Linked DNA regions of Mus musculus: region 2 is linked to region 1. A link is a contact called in public promoter capture Hi-C data. All regions are on one chromosome and are shown on one strand. The core of a region is the stretch at or near the end of the contact, and the rest is flanking DNA. Distances in the headings are between cores, read along the strand shown. Region 1 overlaps Rfx2 (regulatory factor X, 2 (influences HLA class II expression)). Region 2 holds the start of Tnfsf9 (tumor necrosis factor (ligand) superfamily, member 9).

The links. Promoter capture Hi-C pulls out the DNA fragments that hold promoters and counts their contacts.
Region 2: a contact with region 1 is called in a promoter capture Hi-C map of liver, with 2.5 times the contacts expected there. The contact joins the promoter of Tnfsf9 here to the enhancer-like site in region 1. A contact is called at or near these places in 8 of 39 promoter capture datasets (the HPC-7 cell line, cranial neural crest, frontonasal cranial neural crest and 5 more), 3 of 115 datasets of contacts at active chromatin or transcription factors (bone marrow-derived macrophages, forebrain and pancreatic cancer cells) and 2 of 9 other capture datasets (adipose tissue and liver).

What each region holds. Positions count from the first base shown.
Region 1 is chr17:56,777,690-56,785,345 of GRCm38.p6, reverse strand. It overlaps Rfx2 (regulatory factor X, 2 (influences HLA class II expression)), which reads left to right. Exons shown (of 17, transcript NM_009056.2): 8 at 1-49; 9 at 580-698; 10 at 934-1,046; 11 at 1,585-1,739; 12 at 2,998-3,095; 13 at 4,442-4,591; 14 at 5,258-5,466; 15 at 7,354-7,507. Among named protein-coding and RNA genes, the nearest start is that of Prr22, 11 kb to the right of the region's middle. Within about 2 kb of position 4,880, at least 15 of the 459 cell types and tissues checked have an H3K27ac peak or open chromatin away from gene starts, as enhancers often do. A contact at or near this core is called in liver, where this site is marked.
Region 2 is chr17:57,100,832-57,108,487 of GRCm38.p6, reverse strand. Tnfsf9 (tumor necrosis factor (ligand) superfamily, member 9) reads right to left here and starts at 3,103. Exons shown (of 3, transcript NM_009404.3): 1 at 2,628-3,103; 2 at 2,202-2,238; 3 at 731-1,447. The coding sequence starts at 3,056. The coding sequence ends at 984. Gm11110 (predicted gene 11110) reads left to right here and starts at 2,546. Exons shown (of 4, transcript NR_033508.1): 1 at 2,546-2,590; 2 at 5,004-5,138; 3 at 6,335-6,433.

The DNA of each region.
Region 1 (7,656 bases), core at 3,631-6,130:
CCCGATCAGGCCATGGCCACCCAGGGCCAGCATCACCAGCAGTACATAGGTGAGTGTGGGGCCTGCTCTACCTTATAGACAGTTGTAGATGAGTCTTCTTCTGACACCTCTAGAATGATGGGTGTATACCCGGACAGCAGATATGTGAGATGACCATAGACTAAAGAATGACTGGGACATGGCAGAGACAGTGACTGACAAAGTGGTTGTCATAACGATGGTGACTTTGGGTACTGGCAGTGTACCCAGAGCTGAGCATAGAGATTCCTCTGTGACTGTCCTATAACCCAGGCTGACCTGAACTCCTAATCCTCATGAGTACTGGGGTGACAGGTCACTGTGATGCTGGGGATGGGACCCAGGGTCTCATGTATCTCGACAAGCACTCTAGCCACTAACCCAGCCCCAGACTGTCTGCTTAGGTGATGTTTCTGAGACATTGCTTACCCTAAGTCCAGAATAATAACCTAAGGAGCTGACATCCACAGTCACCAAATGAGGACAGCACTATTGTGTGTCTCCAGTGCCTGTGTCCTCTGGAGCCTGTATGTGTGACATGTGCGGATTGTCTCTCCCCAGATGTGTCCCACGTCTTCCCAGAGTTCCCGGCACCTGACCTAGGCAGCACGCTACTGCAGGAGAGCGTCACCCTTCATGATGTGAAGGCCCTGCAGCTGGTGTATCGCAGGCACTGTGAGGTGACGCCCTACTCAGCCAGACCCAACCCCCACCCGCGGCTCCCTCGCACCACCACTATATCTGTGTCCCACTGGAGGCCAGAGCCCATGTCCTCCCACTGGATGGACCGTCTCCCTGGGCACTTCTCTCTCCTCACTAGCAAGGCCCCTTTGGGGACCTCAGAAGATCCCACAGCTGCCCGGAGCACCAGGCACATGACCAGGCCTAACTTGTAACAGGCTGTTCTGCTCCTAGGCTACCTTAGATGTCGTCATGAACCTCCAGTTTCAGTACATTGAGAAGCTCTGGTTGTCCTTCTGGAACTGCAAGGCCACCTCCAGCGATAGCTGTGCCTCGCTGCCTGCCAGGTGACACCCTGACCCCAGGACAGGGCAGACTCAGCCCATGTGCTCCCCAGTTTAATCCCAAGGCAGTCTCCTGATGACACCTTCCATGTGTCTAGGCTGTCTGAGGAGGTGCCTAGACACCCCTTCTCCGTGCTTTTAGACTTGGTGTGGTTGACAAATGAGTCTGGGCACCACCTGCTTCTACGGCAATTGTATGCCTGGTCTGCTGTAGTTCTGGGTACCCTGGGCTTGCACATGCTAGGCCTGCACATGCTGGGCCTGCACATGCTGGGCAGGATCTGTTTCCCTGAGCCATGGCCCCAGCTCTCTTGCTGTAGCTCAGGCTGGGTATGGCTTTGTCATCCTTCTGCCTTGGGTTCCTGAGTATCAGGATCTATGCTACCAAGTTGTGACCCAGACCAGAGACTACAGTAACTCGCATCATCCTGGGGACCCAAGGGACCACATGGCTCCCTGAGCAGCATGGGTGAGAGGCAAGAGCCTGAGCCCCCGAGCAGAGCCTGCTTAAACTCCCCTGTGTCCCCTCCCTCTCCCACAGCGATGAGGACCCAGAAGTCACCCTCCTCCCTAAGGAGAAGCTCATCTCTCTGTGTAAATGTGAGCCGATCCTACAGTGGATGCGAAGCTGCGATCACATCCTGTACCAGACGCTGGTGGAGACCCTTATCCCAGATGTGCTGCGGCCTGTCCCCAGTAAGTGGCCCCATCCCGAGGCCCTGCCCCCCAGAGCCACCTCTCAATCCTGCAGTATCCCCTCACTTGCCAACTCCTCCCCATTCCTGACTCCAGGGAGCTCTGCCAGGCAGCAGGGTGCTAAGAATGGGCCAGAGCAGGTACCAGGCTTTCCAGAAGGTTCCGTGGAGCAAGGGCATCCAAGAGTCATCAGTTAGGAAAACCATTGCGACCACCTCAGATTCAATGGCACATCAGGCCATCTGTGGGCACCAGGGATGCTTGCTAGGAAAAATGGCCAAGACTGGCCCATTAAAGAGGGGATTACCCATAAAGCCAGACAACAGCCTTGGACCCACACAGGCCCTGCCCAGCTCAGTGCCCATGGTCCCAGAGTGGGCAGCAAAGCCAGCTTCAGCCTTCGCTGCACTCCCTGCAGGTGTGTGTGTGTGTGGGACTATTAGTGTCCAGCAGTCTAGATCTTTCTAAGTGCCCTGAGGAGCTTCCTGCTAGAGGTTAGAAACACAGAGAACTGTGGCCTTTCCTGGGGACCAGCCAGGGTGACATTTGAATCTCAGGAAGACAGTGATGTTGGAACATATTTTCTTCAAAAACAGTCTGAAAATAAATTAAAATTAAAAGGAAAGTAAGAGCAGTCTGATGACCCCAGCATGGTGGCTCATGCCTTATACTCCAGCACTGGGGAGGCAGAGGCAGGCAGGTCTCTATGAGTTCGAGGCCAGCCTGGGCTACAGAGTGAGTTCCAGATCAGCTATGTAGAAAGACCCTGTCCTGAAATCAAAATCAGAAAGTCTAAATTTCTTCTTAAGGCAAATCAGCATAAAATAAATTCAAATGTTGACAGAACACACTTTGTGTGTGCACATATGTGCACATATGTGTGTGCATGCATGTGTGTGCAAGTATCTGACCCTGATACTGTGGTTCTGGTGATGAATATGTCTTGATTGTGGCAGCTCAGGCAATTCCAGGTGCTGGGCAGTGTCCCTGGTCTCCTCACCAGGAGTTCCATCATTGTGCCGGCCATGCGTGTTCCCAGACAAGGCCCAGTGTCTCCTCAGAGCTGGGGACAAGTTTCTGCTCCCTGCTCTCACCTGGCACCTCCTCCCTAGGTGACCAGGGCCCCAGTCACCCTCAGGCTGCCACTTGTACCTCCATGGCACTTTCACCTGTCCTGATATCATGTATATGGCATGTGGTGGACCCACTGGGAGGGTGCTCACCCCACTCACCATGAGCCTCTGGTTCACCCCTCCAGGTTCCCTCACCCAGGCCATCAGGAACTTCGCCAAGAGCCTAGAGGGCTGGCTCATCAATGCCATGAGTGGCTTCCCTCAGCAGGTCATCCAGACCAAGGTACCAGCACATGTGGATCTGGGGGACCCCTTGGCTTCCCTGTGTTTCCCAGACCACTTTCCCTGCGTGTCTAGGAAAATAGGCCTCCCAGGATGCTGTGGGGGTAGGAGAGGAGCTGGCAGGGAGAAGACCATAGATGACCCTGGAGATGACATTTTTGGGACACTGTAGAGCAGACAGCTACCTTGGTTGGCAGGTGGGACTTTCATTTCCTTACCTGACCTGAGTCTTCAGTGTAAATCTGTGGCCCAGGTACTCTGGAACATGTGTACAGAGATGCTGGGGGCTGGGGCTGGGGCTGGGGCCACAGCTCAGGAGGTAACATTTGCCACACAGCATGACCTGAATTTGGACTCTGTCACTACAGAAAAAAAAAAAAAAAAAGGTTGTGCGTGGTACACACTGTAACATCAGCACTAAGGGTCTCGCCAGAACAGCCACTAGCCTAATCTGTAAGCCCTGCCTCAAAAAAGTAGAGTGCAGAGGCCTAGGAGGTGGCTTTGTGGGTAAGAAGAGCTCTTGCCACCAAGATCCCCTGAGGGATCCCTGGGACCCACATGGTGAAAGGAGAGAACCGATTCCCACACGCACCATCGCATTAAATAGATTAAAAACTAAGGCCGAGAGTGAAGACTCCAACTTCAACCCCTGGCCTCCATATCCCTACCCACACCCACACCCACACATAAGCTTGGTGGGTGTGAGGGTTCTCCATCCCCAACCCCACTCCCTGAATCTTCCAAGAACATCTCATTTAGTAGCCCAAAAGTTCTGTCTTCCAACTCATAATCCTCCTGCTTCAGTCCCCTACCCACCTCATCGGGATCGGAATCTTTACCATCCACTGAGGCTTCCCGAAGCAGGGACAACCACAGGGCCAGGAGGGAAAGCCCTTAGATGTGCTGTGTCATGGGCTCGCTGCCACCTTCACGCACCCCTGCACCCTCAGTCTGTATGGGTAGCCACTTGCCTAACGCAGCAACACAAAGGAGAAAGGGTTTATCCTGGAGCATATTTGGAGGGCACAGTCCATCATAGGCAGAGCCCAAGACTGCTGTACAGCCAGCCACTAGCTCAGCCAGTGGGATGTTCTCCTCCTCAGTTAGACAATCTAGACGGTTCCTCAGTGAGATGGGCACATGGGCTAACATGGTCTCTCTTCCCTACAGGGTCCCCCATCCTGCCCCTTCATCCCCTGCTATCCTGAGTCTCCACAGGCCTGCAGGGAGCAGGGTGGTGTGCATGCATGTGTACACGTGTGCAAGTGTGTGTGTGTGTGTGTGCACATCTGTCTGTCCATCCCCCATGCAGGGGCTTTGCTGACCTGTCACCTGGGTCCCTTGTAGGTGGGTGTTGTAAGTGCCTTCGCACAGACACTGCGGCGCTACACGTCCCTCAACCACCTGGCGCAGGCGGCACGTGCTGTGTTGCAGAACACGTCACAGATTAACCAGATGCTGAGTGACCTCAACCGCGTGGACTTTGCCAATGTGCAGGTGACTTGGCAGTGACATCCACTTGCTCTGCCTTGCTCAGGGCTGGTCTTCCCCACTCAGGCTGACCAGCAAAACACAGCTGGATGCAGCAGGCAGTTCATCCCTCCTTGGGCTGTATGTTTGCAATGGAAAGTCTGAGGTCTGGTCACAGCCCACCAACCACCTCCTACCGTGTCTGGATTCCTTTGGTAGCCAGTTTAACAAGCAATGCCCTCGTATGTTTGCATTCCAAATGCTCCCAGCTGCTGGACCTTGTGTGTCTGGCTCTGTCTTGCCAGAAAAGTACAAACAATTGCAGAGTTAAGGACAGCCCCTGGGGCTCCGAGGTCATCATTTCAGCAGACTGTGAGTCTGTGAAGCTCAGTGGCACATGCCTGTCATCACATTTAGGAGACTGAGCCAGGGAGATTGGGAGTTTTAGGCTAACCTGGGCTACCTCTTGAGACTTTGTCTATACACAATGAAAGGTAGAGTTGGGGTTCAGTGGGCAGAGCACCCTCCTAGCATGCACCAAATCCTGGGCCCCAACCCCAGCAACACATCAACCCTGGAGTTCAGAGTCATCTCAGCAGTTGGAAGCCAGTCAGGGCTACATGAGTTCACCCTGTCTCAAATAAATACACTAGAAGATCCCCAGGCCTGCCCTCACCAGCTATGCCTTTGCAGGAGCAGGCCTCGTGGGTGTGCCAGTGTGAGGAGAGCCTGGTGCAGCGTTTGGAGCATGACTTCAAGGTCACCCTGCAGCAGCAGAGCTCGCTGGACCAGTGGGCCAGCTGGCTAGACAACGTGGTCACCCAGGTCCTGAAGCAGCACTCAGGCAGCCCCAGCTTCCCCAAGGCTGCGCGCCAGTTCCTGCTCAAGTGGTCCTTCTACAGGTGAGCTGGGTCACCCCACATCCATGATAGGGAAGTGTCATCCCTGAGGTCCAAATACCCTCTGGGCCTCTAATCCAAAAACAGAGTGGGGCCATGTGATCTGAAGGCAGGGCTGGAGCCCACCATGGCCTCAGACAGAGATGCAGGAGCTACCAACACAAGTCCCTAGTGGGACCATCAGGAAAATAGCATTTGAAAATTCCAGGACAAGAGCTGGCTGCTCAGGGCCTTGCACACTCCAAGATATAGAGATGAGACTGTGGCCCCCAAAGTTGGAAACCTCAGTGGTAACTAGGGTTACTGCTGCTGTGAGGAAACAGTGTGACCCAAAGCAAGTTGGAGAAGAAAAGGTTTATTTGGGTTTTTCCTTCTGCATCATAGTCCAACACAGAAGGAAGCCAGGACAGGAACTCAAACAAGGCTGGAACCTAGAGACAGGAGCCAATGCAGAAGCCATGGAAGGTGCTGCTTACTGGCTTGCTCCCATAGCTTGCTCAGCCTGCTTCTTATAGAACCGAGGACCACCAGCCCTGAGAGGTCACCACCCACAATGGGCTGGGCCCTCCCCCTAAAAAAAAGTCCTACAGCTGGATGTCAGCCCAATTGTCTGGAGGCATTTCTCAGTTGAGGCTCCCTCCTCTCAGATGTCTCTGGCTTGTGTCAAGTGGACATGAAACTGGCAGGACAGAGCGGCAGTTCCGAGTGTGGGGCTGGGCTGATGTTACTGCCCAAGAGGGAGTCCAGTGTTTGTGTGAGGCTTCTCACAGGGCTGGCTAAGGCCTAGGTCAGTCTGGTCCTTAAACTCCAGTCACAGCTGCAGAGTGACCCTCAGTCACATGCTGTCACAGGAAGCTGTTGATTGAAGCATTGTGTGGGAGGGAATCATAGAAGAAAGCCTGAGTTTTCTGCTGTATGGTGACTGCAGCATGAGCCTGGACTACAGAATGAGACCCCCATACACACACTCCCACCCCTTCAAAAAAGAGGGATTACAAAATAAAAGAATAAAAACAAAACAAATTAAAAACACAGAAGAGCTCACGTGACAGCCTTCACTTGTGATGTCAGTTCTGACTTGGGACAGGAGGCTCTGCTCTTGCAATGGACTGAGATTTAATTCCCAGCACCTAGGTAGTGGCTTACAACATCTGCAGCTCCAATTCCAGTCAGTTGGCCTCCTGGGGCACTGCACCTGGGGCACTACCACAGGGCAGCAACATGGTTTTTTTTTTAAAGTGTGTGTGTGTGTGTGTGTGTGTGTGTGTGTGTGTCCATGTGTGGCATGTGACTTTAATCTCAGCTCAGCACTCTGGAAGCAGAGACAAGAGGATTTCTGAGTTTGAGGCCAACCTGGTCTACATAGTGAGTTCCAGGACACCCCAGACTGTGTAGAAAGACTTTGTCTCGAAAATAAATAGGTATTAAAGAAATCAGATGTATGTTTTAAAAGAGCTAAAAATAGGGGCTGGTGAGATGGCTTAGTGGGTAAGAGCACCCGACTGCTCTTCCAAAGGTCTGGAGTTCAAATCCCAGCAACCACATGGTGGCTCAAAACCATCTGTAATGAGATCTGACTCCCTCTTCTGGAGTGTCTGAAGGCAGCTACAGTGTACTTACATATAATAAATAAATAAATCTTAAAAAAAAAAAAAGAGCTAAAAATAAAGCAAAAAGCACTGAGATGTACTGCGTTGTACCCACCTGTATCCCCCTATGTCCCTGTGTATGTCTGGGAATGGGTGGCCATCCCCTGCCTCTGTGGACCTGATGACCTCAAGCAGGCAGCCATTGCAGTGCTTGCAGGCTCAGAGCATCCCAGAGGAGCCAGGCCAGTACCCCAGGCTCAGTTCCAGTGATGGTGCCCATTCTCTGTCCCTGTGTCCCCAGCTCCATGGTGATCCGTGACCTGACCCTGCGCAGTGCTGCCAGCTTCGGTTCCTTCCACCTCATCCGGCTGCTCTATGACGAGTACATGTTCTACCTGGTGGAGCACCGTGTGGCCCAGGCCACCGGGGAGACGCCCATTGCCGTCATGGGCGAGGTGAGGCCAGGGTGATCCAGAGGCCCAGATCCACCCAGACACCCATATAGTAGCTCAACAACTAGATGTAACTCCCTCTCCAGGGGAATCTATTGGAACCCAGCGCCACCTTCTGGCATCTGTAGGTACTGCACACATGTATATATATA
Region 2 (7,656 bases), core at 1,854-4,353, 320 kb before region 1:
CATGACCACCGTTGGGGGAATTTCCTTAACAACTCCTCCTTCATTTATCTGTATCTATAATTGTATTGCTCCAACAGGTTCTGTCTCTCGAAATAGCACACAGAGTCCAGTACCGTCACATCAGAAATCACAGACTTTCACACTGGATGGTTGAGGTAGGGGGTTGTTTTGGTTTTGGTTTTTCGCTTATTCGTAGCTGGATTCCAAGGAACAGAGCCCTCTGTGATAAAGCATATGGGCCTCACATGCATGAGAGACTCTGGCTCTATCTCAGCACATCTGCCACCCTGTCAACTGAGCACTCAGGTATCAGGATGCTGGCCTGAGTTTAAGGCCAATCTAGGCTATATATGGACTTCTAGGTCAGCCTGGGCTACATACTTTCTTGTCTCAAAAAAGGGATAGTGGTACAGAGCCACTTCAGCCAATTATTTTAAGATCTGGTATAGGCACTCCCCTGGGGAATTCTTGGGGCCCAATGGCCAGACAGCCTTGCAGAAACCGTGAATTCCAAGCTCAGTAAGAGAACTTGTCTCAAAAAACAAGATGGAGAATGACTGAAGAAGACACTGAGCCAAACTCTATCCTCTCTACAAATACACACACACACACACACACACACACACACACACACACACACACGTATACAAAGACACATTCATAAATGAACACCATACCCATAGACATGAAAATTTAAAACCAGACAAGGAAAATAATAAAAGGCTTATTTACAAACACATTTATTTTTATATATTAATATAAATATAAACTTTGATTTAGAAATTTTTTTTTATCTAGCAGCTGCCCAGCAGTTTACTAATGCTATCTAGTGAATTATATAAAGTCTTGTCTGAGCTATGCTCAGAATAAATACCAAGTCCAGTTAAAGACAAGAGAAAGTCATGGAAGGGACCCCTGCTCAGACCCCATAAAACATAGCAGCTTGAGGACTTAGCAACTAGGAGTCACAAGAAGGATAGTTCTCATTCCCATGGGTTGTCGGGTTTCACAAGAAAGAGTCCAAAGCTGGTGGTGTTGGGATAAGACAGCTCCCAGTCTCTGTATGCATCCTGGGCTCCATGCAGATAAGCCCTCAGACCCACACTGAGGCGGTGGCCAGCCTTCAGGAGCAACAGTTGACTCCAGGAACGGTCCACTAACTTGTTCTCCATGGAGCAAGGGAACAGTTCCACTGTCAGGGCCAAGTTGTCAAAGTCATCTACCTGAGGCTTTGCTTGCAAAACAAGAGAGACCCAGCCCTGCACCTTGTGGCCTGTGTTTGTGAATGTTGGACTGAGCTTCAGTTCCAAAAATACGTAGTAGAGCCCGGGACTGTCTACCACCAACTCCTTTTTGTCTTCTTCGTACCTCAGACCTTGAGATAGGTATGAGCTCCCAGCTCCATCTTGGCTGTGCCAGTTCAGAGTTGTATTGCACAACGATGCTTCTAGAAAAAGAACACTGAGTTGCTGAGGGTTGCGGGGTGTGGGGGAGGGGGGAAACCATGGGAATGGGGAGGAAAGAGAGGAGACAAAACAGAAGAAAAGGAGGGAGGGGCCACCCAGAAGGGATACAATTTAAGAAAGTGGTTGTGGAATAAGAACGAGGCAAAGGGGCGAGGGTCTAGAGTGTTAAGAGCGGAGATGCACATGGACTCCTGGAAGGAGCTGAGTAAAGGGGCCACAAGAGGGGAAGGGGGAGAGGAGAAAAGAAGAGAGAGAAATCAGAGGAGTAAGAGAGGGATGAACAAAACTGGGAGAGAGGTGGGATATGGAGAGTGCAGGAAGAGAGTCATCTCTGAGGGCAAATAATTTGACAACTAAGACTTGACAGGGAGAGACTAGGGCTCGGGCTCAATAGGGTGCCTGAAGCCCAAAGGCATTCATTTATCCCAGCCCATTGGAGGTGTTGGCAGCAGGGCGGCCAGCCTCAGCTACATAATGAATTTGGAGGAAGCCTGGGCTACATGGGAGGGATAGAGGAAGGAAAAGAGAAAAGGAGATCTCCCAGAGTCAGCTGGGGGTGAGAATTCTCAATTCTCTGAAAACCTGGATGGGGTCCCAAGGATGACAGTTGGAGCTGTGACAGCAAGTGAGAAAGGCTGAGTAAGTGAGGGAGAGGGACATGACTAGAAGGTTGAACAGGTCCCCTTGTTCAACCTCCCTGCGGGACCCGCTGGAAATAAATCAGGGGGCACTCACGGTTTTTAGCCAGTAGCTTGGCGAACACAGGAGAGCCCTGGGAAGAAAGAAAAATAAAGGTAGATGGTACCTTACATCCTAAAGAAGCAGATAGGAACTCATACGGCCCAGCACACATTGGGGCGTCCAACTTTGGATGGAGAAGGAGAGCCCTGAAGGCCTAAGTGGGACTGAAGGGAACTGCGGTGCACCCTCGGGAGTTCTCCCCCAGGTTTCATAGGTTCATTCAAGGGGTCAAGACGCAAAGGGATTTCCTCTGAGTGCGAGATGGAGAGGGGGTGCTTCAAGCGGAGTAGCAGGAGCAGAGCGAGGCGGGGCGGGGCGGGGCGGGGCGGGGGTGGGGAGGAAGTGCTGTTCTCTCCCTGTCGGTGCAGCGATGCTTCCAGAAGGTAAGAAAGAGTCCCCTAGGGATGAGATGAGCCTCACCTGTTGTGTAGTGTTGGGGCAGCCAATGTGGGAAACAGGGGTGACCTGGTCTGCATTATTCTCTCGGGTACCCAGGTTGGGCGAGGTGGTGATTGTGAGCGCTGGCCGAGGCTCGGTGCGGGTGAAGATAGGAACACAGGCGGCGATCAGAAGCAGCAAAACCAAAGCGACTAGGCCATAGAGCTTTGGGTGGCGGGAACAGAAGTTCAGTGCAGGCGGCCACGCGGCCTCGCGATCCCGAACATTAACCGCAGGGTAGGCAGCATCCGTGGGGAGCGCGGCATTTGTGGGGCGCACAGTATCTGAGAGGAGCGCAGCGTCCGCGAGGAGCCCGGTATCTCTGAGGAGCGCCGCATCCGAGGGGCACGAAGTACCTGCTGGATGTCTGGCATCCGCGGTATCCTCCACATCAAGTGTGTGCTGGTCCATTACCACGGTCGGTCAGTGCACGTCTCCCGCCAGTGCCCGTGCTTTATAGGCTACCGAGGCGCCTTTTCCGGGGAGGGAAGGGAGGGAGGGCAGCCGCGGGGTTCCCGGGCTCCGCGCTCCGCCCCTCGACTCCCGGAACTTTCTCTCCTCCTCCCCCCTTCCCCTCCCCCTTCTCGCCCCTTTCCCCTTCCCTGTCCAGGCCCTGTGCCCGCCCGTCCTTCTTCCCTTTTTGTGTGTGTGTGTGTGTGTGTGTGTGTGTGTGTGTGTGTGTGTGTGTTTGATTTGGTTTAACACTGACACATTAAAGAGCTTTTTATATGATGGGAACCATGTGATATCGGAATCCATTCCCTCCCTGGCCTCTCCTGAATCCACAGCTCTGTCTCCCTTCTTTTTCTGTGTTCCCCACTGGTAGGTTATTTCTCCGCTGCTGATTTTCATTCCTGTTTTTCTGTCTCTCAAACTTCTGTCTCTCTCCTGATCTCTCCTGCTCCCTTTTTCTTCCAACCCCTAGCTCCCCATCCCTGGGACGCCCTAAATGCAGGGGGTTTTGTTGTTGTTTTGTTTTGTTTTGTTTTGTTTTTTGTTGTTGTTGTTTTGTCGAGGACTCTAGGGACATCCAAAACTGCCCACCCATCCCCAGCGGAATCAAAGAGACCTGCTAGGCACCCACTCACTCAGCCTCTTCCTCCCCAGGACCCCATCTCTACCCTGGGCCTTTCCTGGTGTGTCCCCACCCACTTTCTTGGGGCTTCCTGTTAGTAGTCTCTTAGGACTCCAGAAACAGAAGGCTGGAGAGTCCAGATAGAGAAATTCCCCCAGGCAGCGGACACATTTCCAATTTCCCATTCTTTCACTGTTCTTGCCTGAGGTAGAGGCAAAAGGGGGGGGCGCAGAGAAGACCCCCCAAAAGAGGAACTGAGAGATGACTGGCTCTGGGCAAACCTTGGAGACAGACTCCTCAATGTTCTGATCTGGTTAGATCTGCTGAGATGGCTCAGCCAGTAATAGTATAATCACAAGCCTGGTGGCCTGAGTTCAGTCCTCAGGACCTACATGGTGGGAAGAAAGAACTGACACCCAGAAATTTGTCCTGAAAGTGCCCTTTGACCACGACATGCATACCATCAGTAAACATAATTAAAAAAAAAAAAAGTACTGATATAACCAGACCATTTATCTCAGCAGGAAACAACAAGCTATAAAATGGGGAGTTGTTTGTTTCTACATAGGGTCTGGTCTTCGCCTTGCAGCCCTCCAACTCACTAGACAGCCTAGGATGACTCTGAACTTCTGACCCTCCCCAGTATATTGGGATACAGACACAGACAGGCATACACCCTCAAATCCAGCTTCTTCTGTGTTGGGGAAGGAGCGCAAAGCCTCGAGCTTACTGGGCCAAGATTCTTACAACAGAGACCCAGCCCAGGCCCCACCTGCTTTTTTTCCATACTGGGCATGGAACCTACTGAGCTCCCAGCCTGGGAGACGTGCACGGAGCCCCCTCTGGAGACACCAGCCACCCCTTCCTTCTGTTTTATTCCACATCAACTTCCCCTGGGAATTACAGGAAAACCCCAGCTTGGGGTCAGGGGAGAGGTGGGGGAGGTGGGACATTAAAATGACACAAAAGACACTTGGGTGATCTAGAAATTGAAGGTTCCACCCAAGGAGCAGCTGCAGGGCACCAGCGGTGACTCAGCTGTGGGAACTCTGGCCCTCACGCAGACAGTGGTCCAACCTCTCTCTGCTGGACACACACTGCTCAGAGTCAGCCCACACCTACATGACTCTCACGAAAAGGGACCCCTCAATGCCTGGACTAGTTTACCCCTCCCTGCCTCGGCTGCACAGTGAACACATTGTCTCATCCTCATTTGTATCCCTGCCATCATCACAGTGAGAAAAAAAAAAAGGCAGATGAAGACTTTCTCTCTCTCTCTCCAGCTATAACTTCTTCAAAGCCACAGTTTGAAGACTTCCACCTCACAGACTCATCATCCATGTCACCAGGGAACTGGAATCCTGACTCAGCTGAAAGTAACTCCACTCAGCCATCTTTCTCTCCTGCAGAGCCTGAAGGTGCTTTATTATTGGGGGGGGGGGGAATTGGTGGAGTTTCTGGACAGAAAACACACACACACACGGAGAGAGAGAGTTCATACCATTTAGAACAAGCCATGCATGGTATGCACCTGTGAGCCCAGCCTTCAGGAAGCTGAAGTTTGAAGGTTGGAGTTCAAAAACCAGCCTGGGCTACATGAAGAGACACTGTCTAAAAAAACAAAACAAAACAAAACTGGATGCAGGGGGTATGTATTGCACTCAGGAGGTAGAAGCAGATGGGTCTTGGTGAATTCAAGGCCACCTTGAACTACATAATGAGAATGGACCAGCCAGGGCTAAATAGTGAGACAGACAGATAAACACACACAGAGACAGACAGACAGACAAACAGACAGACAAGGGGGATTTTAATATTAAAATTAATTTGTTTTTGAACAGGATCTCGTGTAGTCAAGGCTGGCCTGACATTCCCTATGTAGTAAAGAATAAACTTCTAATCCTCCTGCCTCCATTTCTGGAGTGCTAAATTGACAGGTCCATGCCACCATGTCTGGTGTATAAGATGCTGGGGATAGAACTCAAGTCTCCCCCTCCCCCCTGGCTCACACACAAAGTCCACCCCCTGCCCCTTATTGCTAAGAAGAAAGATTTAGCATCTCAGGACCGTAGTGGTAGTAGTAGTAGTAGTAGTAGTAGTAGTAGTAGTAGTAGTAGTAGTAGTACCGTAGTGGTAGTAGTAGTAGTAGTAGTAGTAGTAGTAGTAGTAGTAGTAGTAGTAGCAGCAGCAGCAGCAGCAGCAGCTAGCTCCCAGATCCTGAGCCAATCTGTTTACAATTAAAACCACAGCCCACAGCCAAGTATTGCCTAAGCTGGCAGTGACAAGAACTGGGAGGAAAGCATCTAGATCTACAATAACGCAGATGACAGAACCCCACCCTCAAAGGTCTGTGGTACACCACCCCATGAGCTCTTTGTTTTTGTTTTCAATTACAGGCTTGCCACATTGCCCTGACCTTCCTTCCTCAGCCTCCCAAAACTGTGTGCAGGATAGCAAGTGTACTTAGACACTCCTGGTGCCACAAGAATGTTATGCTGGCCCTATCACCCACCTTGACTGACTGTTTATTAATTGCTTTCCTTGCTTATCATTGCCTCCCACCCCTACTGATGTATGGCATCCTCAAAAGTGTCTCTATCCACTGTATTCCCAGGTACCCACAGTATACGGAGCAAAAAGTGTCTCCATGATATTTATGGGAAGACGGAATGCAAGAAGGGTGAGAAAAAAGAAAAGGAAGGAACAGGGATGGGTGAGTGTGTGGGTGAATGTATGGATAGATGGATGGATGGGTAGGTGGGTGGATGAATAGATGGGTGGGTGGGTAGATGGATAGACAGATGGATAGATGGATGGACAGATGGATAGATGGATCGGTGAGTAGGTAGCTATATGGACAGGCAGGCAGATGGACAGACAGATGGATGGATGGATGGATGGATGGATGGATGGATGGATGGATGGATGGATTGACATATGAGTCAGTGAGTGGGTAGATAGGTGAGCAGACAGATGGATGGATGGACATACAGACAGATGGATAAGTGAGTAGATGGATGGATGGATGGATGGATGGATGGATGGATGGATGGATGGACAGGTGGATGGATGATAGATGGATTGATGGTTGTATGGGTGAATGGATGGACAGGCAGGTGTAAGAGTGGATAAGAGGGAAAGAAGAAGGTATATGGAGAAGAGCTCAAACTTGGTGCTGATTCTGCAGGACTGTGGGTAAAGCAGGTATAGTTCCATGCCTACTGTGGTAAACAGCATGGGTCTTGCAATGCTGGATGCTTAAGCTTGAATACATTACACTCAGGTACTACATTCAATCGCAGGGTCTGAGGGTCAGGCTCTATGGCAAGCACTCACCTGGATTCCATCCCAGCACCACTGTGTGCAGTGTTGCACATAGAATACATTCGTAGCAAAGGAGATCTATAATGTTTGAGTTGTTTTTCATATTTTATGAATATATACTAGCTATATATTAGCTATATGTAACAATGAGTCCCTTTAGGACATTTTCTTTTCTTTTCTTTTAAAGATTTATTTATTTATTATATGTAAGTACACTATAGCTGTTTTCAGACACACCAGAAGAGGGCATCAGATCTCATTCCGAATGGCTGTGAGCCACCATGTGGTTGCTGGGATTTGAGCTCAGGACCTTTAGAAGAGCAGTCAGTGCTCTTAACTGCTGAACCATCTCTCCAGCCTGGACATTTTCATTTATGTATATAATTCATTTTGATCATATTCACCCCGAATGGTTTGTTTCTGTGCCTTATGTTTTTGTATTTATATATTTTAAGCGTATGACTGTTTTGCCTGCATGTATGTGCATGCACCAACGTGCAGGTCCAGTACCCAGGTCAGATCTCCTGGAATTGCAATTAAGGATAGTTGTGAGCCACCATGTGCGTGCAAGGAACAGAACCCAGGTCCTCTGTGATAGCAACAAATGCTCTC